2 separate regions of the Sus scrofa genome follow, and region 2 is linked to region 1. Evidence: chromatin contacts called from public Hi-C data. All regions are on one chromosome and are shown on one strand. The core of a region is the stretch at or near the end of the contact, and the rest is flanking DNA. Distances in the headings are between cores, read along the strand shown.

Region 1 (6,172 bases), core at 537-3,036:
CTGCACCTTCTCAGGCTCGGGAGCACAGACACAAACCCCCCAACCCCCTATGGACCCCCCCCTCCATGGGCACACGCAGATTCCCTGAGACCTCCATAGGCGTGCGCGCACGCGCACACACACACACACACACACACGCGTGTGCGCACGCATGTCCCTACTGGCCCGGGAAGGCTGATTAATTGGCAGATTGGGATAACCCTAAAGGCTTAGTCCTGCAGGAGGTGGGAGTCAGGGGGGACCCAGCTCCATCTCCAGCCCTCACCAAGGAAAACGCCAAGGCTTCCTGCCCTGCCAGAACTGCTTGTTCTTGCACCCACCCCCACTCTCTGCTGGCCTTGGCCTCCACCCCCCTCCCCAGTAGCCCTTGGGAGTCCTCAGAAGGCTCTGGGTGAAACCCCAGGCAGCCTGGGGGGGGGGGTGAGGCGAGGGAGAGCAAAGGAGGGATCCCAGCACCTGCTCCCTCTCCAAGGATTCCGGGGGAGGGAGGGGCGCAGAGGACAAAGCGGGGGAGGGGGAGAGAGAAGGAACAGTATGGAGAAGCAGAAGAGGCCCATAAAAAAGGAGGAGAAAGACAGGGATTAGCCAAAGGCAACAAAACAAGCCTCCTAACCCCACTGCAGAGGGCCTGCGGGGGGGGGGGCCCACACCATGGTGCCTCGGAATGGGGGGTGGAAGACAGACTGGGAGCTAGAGCGGCTGGGAAAGGGGGTCGAGAAGACACGAAGGCTGGGGATAAAGAGGGGGTGCCGCGGGTGGGCGCTGGGACAGAAAGGAGGCTACAGAGGGGCATGTGGGGAAAGAGAAAAATGGACACTGTGGGGTGGGAGCTGGGGCAGAGTGACGGGCCAGCGTGCCTGCAGGAGGGACAGAGGCCTGCGGGATAGCTTGGGGATCCAGGGAGGACCCCAGAAAAGCCAGCAGGGTGACAAGGGGGCCAACGAAAGCAGAGAAGAACCTGCAGCTCCGGGGAAGAGTCCTGAGCAGGTCGAGGGGGGCGGCTAGGGGGTCCAGTACAGGGCTTGGAAAAGCAAACAGGGATGGGGAAGTCCTAGGGAGCCGGGGAGGAGCGTAGAACGGCCTTGAGGAAAGAGCCTGGGCTCCAAGGAAGGGCCTGGGTAGGCGGTGAGAGTGCAGGGGAAGGGCCTGAGGTCCAGAGGGAAACTGGGGGAAGCAGACAGGGGCCTGCGCAAGACGGCGGTGGGGGGGCTCCAGCGGCCTGGGTAGGCGGTGAGAGTGCAGGGGAAGGGCCTGAGGACCAGAGGGCAACTGGGGAAGCAGACAGGCTCCTGGGGAAGACTGGGGGCTCCAGGGAAGGACTTGGCTAGGCGGTGAGAGTGCAGGGGAAAAGCCTCAAGTCCAGGAAGGGGAGGAAGAGTCAGCGCAGAGGGCGAGCTGAGGGTCCAGGGAAGGGCCTGGAGCGCGAGAGCGGGGCCGGGGGAAGGCCCGGGGCTGCGGAGAGGGCCCCGGGTGAAGAAGCACGGGGAAGGGGCTAGGCGCAGCGAGCACCCTGAGGCTCGCCGAAGGGCGGGGAGACGTGGGCGCCTGGACACGAGGAAGGGCCGGGTGGGGCGGGGACAGTCGGGGCTAGGGACGACCCGAAGCCAAGGCAGCGCGGGGCGGGGGCCGAGAAGGGGCTCAGAGGTCGGGCCCCGCGCCGCCCCTCACCCGCTTCTCCTCCTCCTCCTCCTCTGGCGCCCGCGCCGCCGATGCCACCACCTCCCACTGCCTCTTCCAGCTCTCGTCAGACACGGTCGCCGCGCCTCCAGTCGGCCCCGCCGGGCCTGCCCCGCCACGGCCACCGTGTCCTCCCATTGGCCAAGGTGGCCGCCACTCTTCAGTTGCTACGAAGCTCGCGCCACTCCTATTGGCCAAGATCCGCTCTGGCCCTCCCCGCCCGCCCCCGGCAGTGCCCCTACAAAACCCCGCCACGCCCGCCTTGCCGTCAAGCGCCGCCAACTGCGTCCAGTGGACGCCACTGCTGTCCTTCATCTGCTACCATGGAGACGTATCCCCGCCCACAACCCGAAATCGACGCCCTCATTGGGCAAAAGCGCCGTCCCTCCCGGCAAAACTCCGGTTTGGGTCGGGTTATTCGGGTCCTAGGGGAAAGAGGGCGGGTTCCGCCGGCTTCAGAGCCCGCGTGTGATTGGCCGGCCTTGGAACGACTCGTCCTTCCATTGGTTCAGGTCTCCGCCCGTCACCTTAGAGTCGCGACCTGCCTATTCTCTTTCTCTGGTGAAGCCTTTCGCCACCGGAGGGAGAAAGCAGGGGCAGGCGGGAGGGGGGTGAATGCGCGCGCACCTCCGTCGCCACGCCGGGAGAGGACCCTGGTTGCCAAGGCGACAAAACTTTATTGACAGCCCTGCCGGATACAAAGGACTCTTCAATCTCTCTTCCTCCCTTTTGGACCCCAAATACCCTGTTTAATTTTGAGTATCCACATTAACACTCTGTGAGTGAACAGGTCAGAAAGAGGGCGATGGAGAGGTGGGGGTTTTGGAGGAAGCCCTGGCTCGTGGGGCGCTCCCATGGGGCACCCCCCTCCCCTAATTGGAATCACCCCCCTGCAGCAACCCTAGAGGCAAACATAATTAGCAATGCATCATAATTAAGCCCGGAATAATAAGTTCCACAGTTGGATCAGAAGGTCTTTGTTTTGCTGACTGCCATATATCCTGTGCGTTTGGAACAATGTGGGGCGCAGAGTAGGTACTTCGTGTATTTGTCCTGGAGTCAATCAATGTATGACGCTGGTTTCTGCGTCCCTTCGCTGTGTGACGTTGGAGAAATGGTTTGCCCTCTCTGGGCCTCAGGCTCACATCTATAAAACAAGAACCACACTGGTCCCTCTTTGAAGCGTCCAACTTAACACTCTCCTAAGTGTCCTTCATCCGTTCGTCCAGGCTCCCACCCTCTGTTCTTACTATTCCTTCTGCAACTGGGACGACTCCTGGAACTGAGACACCCCTAACCCAGACACCCCCTCCCATAAGGATGGCTACAGCTCCGGAGGAGAGAAGAAGCCTCACCCAGAGCAGGGGAGCCAGCAAGCTGAAAGGACCCTATAAAAAGCTCGGCTCTTCGGGAAAGTTCTATGTACCAGTATATCTGAACGTTGAAAGTGCAGCCCATCTATCAGCGGGTGTACATCCTAGAGAAACTAAAAAATGTGAACAAAAATATAAGCACACTAATGCTTGCAAGAGTGATGTTTGTAACGGTGAAAAACTAGAGACGGCTTAAATGTCCATCACATAGGGCATGAATAAATGGATCCTGGCATAGTTTCACAGGGAAGCACCATACAGCCGTGAAAGTGGTTGAACTAGCACTCCATATATCAACCTGGACGACCCCAAAGCATGCTGCTAGTTGCAGAAGTCTTATGTAGTCGAATGCAGGAAGTTTTAAAACGCATAAAGCAGGGTTTGCGTGTGACACGTGTAATTCCGCGCAAAAGTGCATGGGTACAGCTAAGCGACCGGGGCAGGAGCAAGGGCTGCGGATAGCCCTAGTAGCGACCCCTAGGGGCGGAGGGGAAGGCATGCAATCAGGGAAGCTCCTCGGATCTATGTGTAATTTGTTTTGTTAAGCCTGAGGTGGAAGCCGTGAGTTCTGTATATTCACTGTTCTTTTTCGACGTTTCAAAAATATTTCGAAATGCAAATAAAATTTTGACTCATCAATGCCACTTCCAGGGGTTTATTCTAGAGAAATAACTGGACAAGTGTTAAAATATTTATATTTAAAGATGTTCGTGGATTTCCCTCGTGCCACACAGCGGGTTGGGGATCCTGCGTTGTCACTGCCACGGCTTGGGTCCCTGCTGTGGAACCAGTTCGATCTCTGACACCGGAACTTCCACACGCCTCGGCCCAGCCAAATAAAGAAAAATAAATTTAAAAAATTTAAAAATTAGTCATTTTTAAATCAAAAAAAAGTTTCCGCCTTGTTGAAAAGCAGAAAAATAGGAAAAACTGAAATGGTCAACTGTAGATTCGTTGAATTACAAGATGGAAAAACTGCAGTACCTAACAGTTAACTGAGCTCTTAGGATACCAGTTACTTTGCACATAGAACTGTGAGAAAGAGGCTCTTTTTATCCTCGTTTTACAGAAGCGCAGAGTGAGGCTTACAGAGGGGGTGTTACTGGCCATCAGACTACAGAAGCCGTACTCTCAACCCTGGGGCTTCACAGCCCACATAGAATCCTGCAGGTTCTTGACCAATAAATGGCTTCATAAGAGGAAACTTGGAAGGAGTTCCTGCAGTGGCTCAGCTGAAAGGAATCTGACTAGCATCCATGAAGACCCAGGTTCCATCCCTGGCCTTGCTCGGTGGGTTAAGGATGCAGCGTTGTCACTGCTGTAGCTCTGATCACTGCTGTGGCACAGGTTTGATCCCTAGCCCAGTAACTTCTGCATGCCACAGGCATGTGCAGAAAAAAAAAAAAAAAAAGGGAAATAGGTATATCTATATAAATGATGGGGGAAGGACGTGGAGAAAAGGGAACTGTATGCACTGTTGGTGGGAATGTGAACTGGTGTACCTGGTATGAAAACCGGTATGGATTTTCCTCAAAAACTTAGAAATAGTATTATCATATGTTCCAGCAGTCCCACTCCTGGATCTATACCGAAAGCAAATTAAGTCACTACCACAAAGAGGTATCTGCACTTCCAAGTTTTTTGCAGCATGATTCACAAAAAACAAGACATGGACACAACCTAAATGTCCATGGACAGGTGAATGGATGGAGAGGGACAATGTGGCATATGCATGCCATGCGATAGTCCTCATCTATGAAGGAAGAGGAAAGCCGGTCATTTGCAACAACATGGATGAACCGGGAAGACATCCTGCTAAGTGAGATGAGACAGACACAGAAATATAAATACCGCATGACCTCACTTAAATGTGGAATCCAAAACACAGGCAAAATCCTAGAAACAAAGAGTGGAATGGTGGGGACCAGAGCTGGGGATGGGCGGGGAAGGGGCTGGGAATTCCTAACTCATTACTCGAGGCTCAGCGAGTTAAGAGCCAGTCTAGGATGCATGAGGATGCAAGTTCAATCCCCGGCCTTGCTCAGTGGGTTAAGCACCCGGCATTGCCACAGGCTGTGGCGCAGATCGCCCATTCGGCCTGTATCCAGCGTGGCTGTGGCTGGCAGCTCCATTGCTGATTCGACCCCTGCCCTGGGAACTTCTATATGCCGTGTGTACAGCCATAAAAAAAGAAATAAATCAATAAACTAAATGAAGTTCTGGGAGTCTAATGTACAGCATGGTGATTGCAGTTAATAATAATACATCGTACATTTGAAATTTGCCAAGAGGGTAGATGACAAGGGTTCCCACCACACACACAAAGAGGGTCACTGTGTGAGACGATGGATATGCTAATTAGCTTGGTGGTGATCATTCACGGCGCATGCGTATGTCTATCAGCGTGTTGTCACCTTAAGTATACGCATTTTTTTTTCTTTGGCTGTAACCGCAGCATGCAGAAGCTCCTGGGCCAGGGATCAAAAGTGCACCACAGCAGCAACCTGAGTCACTGCAGTGACAACACTGGATCCTCAGCCTGCTGTGCCCCAAGGGAACTCCCTAATACAACACAATTTTTTTTTCACAATTTTTTTTTTTTTTAAAGGCCACATCCACAGCCTATGGAAATTCCCACGCTAGGGAGTCAAATCAGAGTTGCAGCTGCGGGCCTACACCACAGCCACAGCAGCACAGGATCCTTAACCCACTGAGAGGGGCCAGGGATCGAACCCAAGTCCTTGTAGATACTAGTCAGGTTCTTAACCTGCTGAGCCATGACAGGCCCTCCCACCATTTTTGTCAGTCTTAACTCAGGAAAGCTAGAAATGAAAGAAACAGGGGATGAGGCATTGTCTCTCTCTTTTCATGAATTACTTGTGTAATCGCAAAATGTATATATAGAATAAATAATAAGAAGTACAAATGAAAATGTGTAAGAGAATAAAATGTCTTACAAGCCATGTATTAATTTATATACATATTCCTAAATCGAGATGTATATACCTACACATATGGACATGTACACACACGTCTGTCTATTTTTCCTGTGACATCATCACATGCTCAGTATTCTTCTTCTTCTTCTTTTTTTTTTTTTTTTTTGCTTTTTAGGGCCACAC
Region 2 (6,191 bases), core at 1,185-3,684, 39 kb before region 1:
TGTGAGGCCTGGCTCTGATGCTGGGGTGATGCTGGACCACGGGAAGACCAGGGGCAATTAAGAGTCCTAGGGTAAGCCCTCACCTGAGCACAAGTGAGCCTGGACTCCACTGCCCAGGATAAAAGAAAAACACCCCCTTTACCGTGTCACAGGGCTGATGGGGTCCCACGCTCCTGGTTTCCCCCAAGAAGCCAAGGACCCATGCCATAGAGAAGGTTTATGTTACCTCCTCAGGTCAAGCCAGTTTCTGACTACCCAGAAAGGGCCACCCGACAATTCAAGAAGAGAAAGCAAAGCCTTGGGGGCTCAACACACCAGAACAGGGTTCTCAGGAGTGTGGGAAGCTGGGAAGCTCAACAGCACAAGGAACTGGCTGCTCGTGGGGCTGCTTCGCAGGGAAGGGGCTATCCCTTCCCCTCTGAGATGGAGGCAACAGGTGTGGTCACTGCTGTCACTGAACCAAGACACTGGACTCAACCCAAACGGAAACTGGCCCTCACAAGAGACGGAGGAAAAACTTTTCCTATCTCAAACCCTCCACCCCGAAAAACAAAAAGATAGCTGTGATACCCTGCCTCTTCTTGACTCCGAGTCTAAATAAAAAGGCCTGGCCGCGCCTGAGAGCGGTTTAGGGGGGTGGGAGGCTAAGCATCCCTTCTGAGTCCTTGCAGCCACAAAGGGGGTCACGCCACTGCCTCAGACCCAAGCTGTCACTTCCTACACGTGGGAGCTAGAAAGGCCCCCACCTGTCTGCCCAATTTTCCCACCCTTTGAGACTGACATTCACTGAGCTGTTTTAAAGACTTATCCTAAACACAACACTGAATCATACCTCCCCGAAACATAAATCCTGGTGAGGGGACAACTTGAGGACCTATTCATGACTTTTCAAACGATGAAACAAGCAAAGCAGCCTGGCCAGCTCATACAGGGGGAGGGCAAGCTTGAAGAGCCAGCTTCCCAGGCAACTGTCCTGACCCCAAGAAACCTTAGTGCTGCTGCCCGACACTGAGAAACCATAGCTCCTCGCCCGTGTGGGGGGGTCTGTCGCCCGGCCGAGCCAGGGCAGATGCTTACCGGATCTCCGCTTCATCACCACCACGACCCCTTTGCCGTCCGCCGCCGGCTCCACGCCCACGGTCTTGTGGTGAATCAGCCCGTTGTAGCGGAAGGAGTTGCGGGCCTTCAGGTTATTGGGTTCCTGGGAAGCGGGACACATGGCGGTCGCGAAAGGGGCCAGGGCCCAGCGGTCGTAAAGGTCCCTCCCTCAGACCCAGGCGTCGGGGCCCCACTTACGGTGCTGTACGTCTGCTTGTTCCTCTTGATGAGGAAGCTGGAGCAGTTCCGCACCACCATCCATTGCAGGTGCGCGGACATAACGGCAGCTGCGGAGGAAGGGGCCCGGGAAATGTCAAGGGAGCAGCAGGCCGACGGTGAACAACAGGGGAAGGCCGCGTGTGGGGACCTGGGGAATGGGGGAACCGTGTGGGCCGAGAGCGCTTAGAAATCTGCCAGGCGGGGCTGGGCGGCCTAAGGTAGAGGAGCTGAACTTAGGCGGCCGAGACTACGAGCGACAAGAAAATGAAAATGCACAGCGACCTAGGGCGGCGGGGCTCGGGGGCAGCCAGGGAGGCGAGCGGCGCAGCGAGAGAGGCCAGGCAAGGGCACAGACCCACGGCGGCGGGCGCGAGACGGCCACGCGGGCGGACAAGAGGCCGCACCTCACCTCCTCTCCGTGCGGCGGCCGGAGACGGAAAGAGACACGCCGGGGGCGGAGCGACGCTTTTAATACCCACACGCATTTCCGCTTCCTCTCTGGGCACGCGCGTCGACTGTCCCCCGCCTCTCCCCTCCCGTCTCCGAACCAGCTCGGCAACGCTCGGCTATTTCCGCCAGCCCGTCGCAAAACCCTTCGGGGATTTTCGGAACTCTTCGGCTAGGGACCCGAGGGCGTGTTCTCGACGCGGAAGGGGACAGTTTGGATAGCCCTTCTTGTGTTGTCGGAAGCCCACGGCTGGGTTTCCGATTGTGTCCACCTCTAGAAGCCCCACGGCCCCTTCCTCAGCGGCCTCTTCCAATATTGCCACCCATTGCTGGCCACAGAATGGATGCTCAACTCAATAAATATTTGTTTTATGAAGGAACGTGAGAGTGCCTGAACTATTAAAACCTAGCTCTGCTCCATAGTCTTCGGGTGCTTCCAGTCTTCTTCGTAGGCCCTCGGCTATTCCCGAAGAAGGTAGTTAAGTAGTTTCGGACATTTTCGAAACTCTCCGGAAACGCTCTTCGGAGGGGCGGCCGCCTTCCCACTTATTGGCCCGTGCCCCTTCGGATCTGCTCGGAAACAGTCGATCTCCAATCGGCTACGTTCGGAACCCCTCGGCTAACTCCAGGAACCCCCTGTTATTTCCCCCTCCCCAGGGCCGTCTTAAAATTAAATCCAGAGCTATTTGAGTCTAGAGAGAAGCCTGACGGAACCTTCTCGCAGACTGTCTCCGCAGGGAACCGTGGATTTCCTCTTAAGGGCGAGTTGCGTTTGGAGGAAAAGATTTGTCTGGGAAAGCTCTTGGTTCCTTGAGGGTTTCCATACTTGTTTGCCCTGCCTCTTCCCTGTGCCCCGCGGCCTCCCCCATCCTCCTCCAGCCTGCCCCATGTCACCTGTTACACTTTATAGACGTTTGTTTTCTGTCGTCAGGGTCATCTTTAAGGAGCAGGAACCTTGCCTGATATATCTCTGTGTCTTCGGCCTGACCAGCACAGAGACTCCAAGGGAACAAAAGGAATGACAGTCCCTTGGCACCCCATTAGCGCGCTTTGATGTGATCATGTCCAGCAACTCCTCGAGGGGAGGGCAGGGACCTTGTCTGGTCCATCTCTCTGTGCACCTGGACTTCGCGAGTAATACATCCTGAGAGTCTAAAGACCCCAGGAGAAACCTGAGCCAACGGGAATGTTGGGGGTTACCCTCCTGCCTTCATCACGGAGCTCTGATCCGATGGTGGCGGCAGAGTTCCTGTGAGTGTCTGATCCGCCTTTGCGATCATTAATCATTCGCTCTGGGCCACACAGGAGGCCGGCAGTGACTGAGAGCAGCCTCAGCTCCACGGAGCCGTTTCCTTCCTTAAGGCACTCTGTTGACTCCCTGCCTCCCAGAGTTCCTTGAGGTTCAGGGCCTTGTCTGATCCTTCTTTTTCACCCCATCTGTTCCCACTGGTGCACCGGGGGCGGAGGCGCCTGGAGGTAGGCACTGAACAGAAACTATGCTCGGGCTCCCAGAGCGCCCTACGTTGCCTCCACTAGAACACCCTGAATTTTGACCATGCGCTGCTCCGAGTTCCTTGGGATACAGAGGCCGCACGCATCTTTGCGTCCCGCTGTTCCCAGCATAGGCTTCTGAAGGCCAGGTCCTGCCCAGAAAACACAGCTAGATCGCCTCCGGGCCAGGCCAGTCTGTACTGCTCAGGTGACCAGGCGGGAGCCGGGCACACCTGGCGCGGTCCCCTGACCCCGCCCCGGGCCGGGCCGCGCCCGGAACGCGGAAAGCTCTCGGTCGGAGCCAGCGGCGGCGGCGGCGGCGGAGCACGGCCATGGCGGCGGCGCCGGCGGTAGGCGCCTCGCAGGGGGCCCCGCCGGGCGCACCGTTCCCGCCGGCGGGCGCGCCGGTGCCCTCGTCCGGCCTGGGCCGCTGCCGGATGGCGCTGCTCCTCGCCGTGGCGCTGGACGTGGCGGGCATGGCGGCGCTGCTGACCGGCGTGTTCGCGCAGCTGCAGGTGCGCGGCCGGGACTTCGGCGACCTGCTCATCTACTCGGGCGCGCTGCTCGTCTTCCTGAGCCTGCTCGGCTGGATCCTCTGGTACACCGGCAACATCGAGATCTCGCGCCAGGAGCTCGAGCGCGACTACGGCCTGCGGCCCTCGGCGCTCGCCCGCCTCGCGCGAAAGCTCTCCCGCCGCTGGTCGGCGCCAGCTTCCTCCGCGGCGGGCCGGCGCGCCGCGCCCGGCTCCCGGGGAGCGCGCCGCGCCGCCCGCACGCCCCCGCCGCCGGCCGCCGGCTCCCGCCGCGTGCGCCTGCAGCTCGCCACGCTCGAGGCCGGGCCTGGGGCAGCGGGTGCGGGCACCGAGTGAGCCCGAGGTGAGGGGCGGGACGGGCGGGACGGGGTGCAAGGCAGAGGCGGGAAAGGGAGGGACGCCGGGGAGAGAGAGAGAGAGAGAGAGAGAGAGAGGGCAGCAGGAGAGACTGTAGAACAGTGGGCGAGATGGAGAGCTATCCTGGGAGGGCGAGATGGAAATGGAGAGAGGGAGCGATGGAGGCGGTGACAGTGGGGACAGAAAGGCGGCAGAGGTCCAGAGTGGGGAAGGAGGGAAGCACAGAGCAGCAGAGATCCAGAGGATGAAGTCCCAGAGACAGGGGCAGAGTCGGAGATTCAGATGGGCGGAGGACAGGAGAGTCGCCATTACTCCTCCAGCGCCTCGGAGCTCTGTCCCCGTGCTCCAGTTCCCAGGCACACCAGGTCCCATTTCCCATTTTATGCTGGCATTGTAACAGAATCTCTGAGGTCACTGCTATTATTATCCCCCTGCCGGGGAGGGCACTGAAGCCCCTAAGGAGCCCCCTCCTGCCCAAGGGAGCACTCCCCGGTGTGCACCCCTCTGCCAAAGACCTGCTGTGGCTCCCCGTTGCCCTCTGGTTAAATCCTAGCCACTCCCTCGCTGGGTGCCACCCCCCCATTTCAGCCCCACATCTCCTGCCTTCTCTGCACTTATGACATCCCTCCGTCCACACCACCTGGCCTCTGTCCGTGCCTTCACCTGTACCACCAGTGCCCTTGATGTCTATACTCCACACAGAAAACCTGCCATGTGTCTTTTAAGATTAACTCAACTCCAGTGCCTTTCTGTGGTCTTCACGTTGTCTGAGTTACCCTTTTTATTTGTATCACCGTGTGTTATATCTGTGTTTGCTGATACTGTCTCTCCCTCCCAAGAGCAAGGCCCTTGAAGGGAAGGCCTGGGCCTCTGGCCTTTGTTCTCAGCACTCTCCAGCCAAGAGTGAACCCAGGAAATCAGAGTTTGATCATGGGGTCGGTGGGTGGGTGGATGGATGGATAGTTGGGTTGGTGGATGGAGAGATGGATGAATGGATGGATTGGTTAATGGATGGGTAGATGGAGTTCTGGACACTAGGTGATTGGACTGAATGAATGGATAGAGGGATAAAGGACGAACTGGTTGAGGGGGAAATAGGTGGATGTGGTTGGACTGCTGAATAGATGAGTGATGGCTAGAATTGGCTGATGGATGGATGTGATGAATGGTAGATGGGTGAATGGGTGGTGGGATGGATGTTTGGGCAGGTGGGTAGGTAGTTAGATAAGAGGATAGATAGATGCTTTGGTTAGTGGGTGGATGGGTAAGTGGAACGATGGACAGATGAGTGACTGAATCAGTTTCTCAAATGGGGATTCCATAAAAGCATTAAATCCTAATGTCAGAGTTCCTGCTGTGGCTCTGCAGCAACGAACCTGCCTGGTATTCATGAGGACACAGGTTCGATCTCTGGCCTTGCTCAGTGGGTTAAGGATCTGGCCTTGCGGTGAGCTGCAGTGTAGGTCTCAGACACAGCTTGGATCTGGTGTGGCTGTGGCTGTGGCCTAGACCAGCAGCTGCAGCTCTGATCCGACGCCTCACTGGGAACTTCATACGCAGTGGTACAGCCCTGAAAGAAAGAAAAAAAAATCTTAACGTCCTAAGACATTCTCTGTAGGTGATGAATTATCTTTCCTCCTGTGTGTCCTCATATGCATCCAGAATGATACTAGTTATACATCCTTCTTTGTGAGACTTTAAAAAATAGTTACTCCAATCTGATGCTATGTTCTGTGGTTCAGATGAGGAAACAGCTTAAGATGGACAGATTATGCTTAGGTGAAGCATGAGGTCACACAAAATTTGGCATACAATGCAGAAATCACCAGCTGTGGTTAAAATTACCCCTTGCCCCAAAGTCTAATACAGTTGGGCGGACCTCTGCTGCTAGAACCACCTGCCAGAAACTGGCCAAGCTCACCAGCCTGGATGCCCCTCTTAGAAGGAAAATGGGCTTGTCCAAACACATGACTCTATAATGGGCAGGGTGAGGTGCTTCCAACACTTGAGGGACCAAGAATTGGAATTTTGATAGAGGGACCTAGA

Evidence for each region. A called contact is a pair of places that touch in the nucleus more often than the background predicts.
Region 2: a contact with region 1 is called in a Hi-C map of embryonic fibroblasts, with 2.3 times the contacts expected there. The contact joins the promoter of TMEM238 here to the promoter of KMT5C in region 1. A contact is called at or near these places in 12 of 47 Hi-C or Micro-C datasets (brain, embryonic fibroblasts, fetal heart ventricle and 6 more) and 2 of 2 datasets of contacts at active chromatin or transcription factors (alveolar macrophages and skeletal muscle).

Annotation. Positions count from the first base shown.
Region 1 is chr6:59,512,672-59,518,843 of Sscrofa11.1, reverse strand. KMT5C (histone-lysine N-methyltransferase KMT5C) reads right to left here and starts at 1,786. Exons shown (of 9, transcript XM_021095006.1): 1 at 1,669-1,786.
Region 2 is chr6:59,552,256-59,558,446 of Sscrofa11.1, reverse strand. TMEM238 (transmembrane protein 238) reads left to right here and starts at 2,434. Exons shown (of 2, transcript XM_021095016.1): 1 at 2,434-4,131. The coding sequence starts at 3,588. The coding sequence ends at 4,124. It overlaps RPL28 (60S ribosomal protein L28), which reads right to left and starts at 1,861. Exons shown (of 5, transcript XM_021095010.1): 1 at 1,727-1,861; 2 at 1,297-1,385; 3 at 1,078-1,201. The coding sequence starts at 1,802.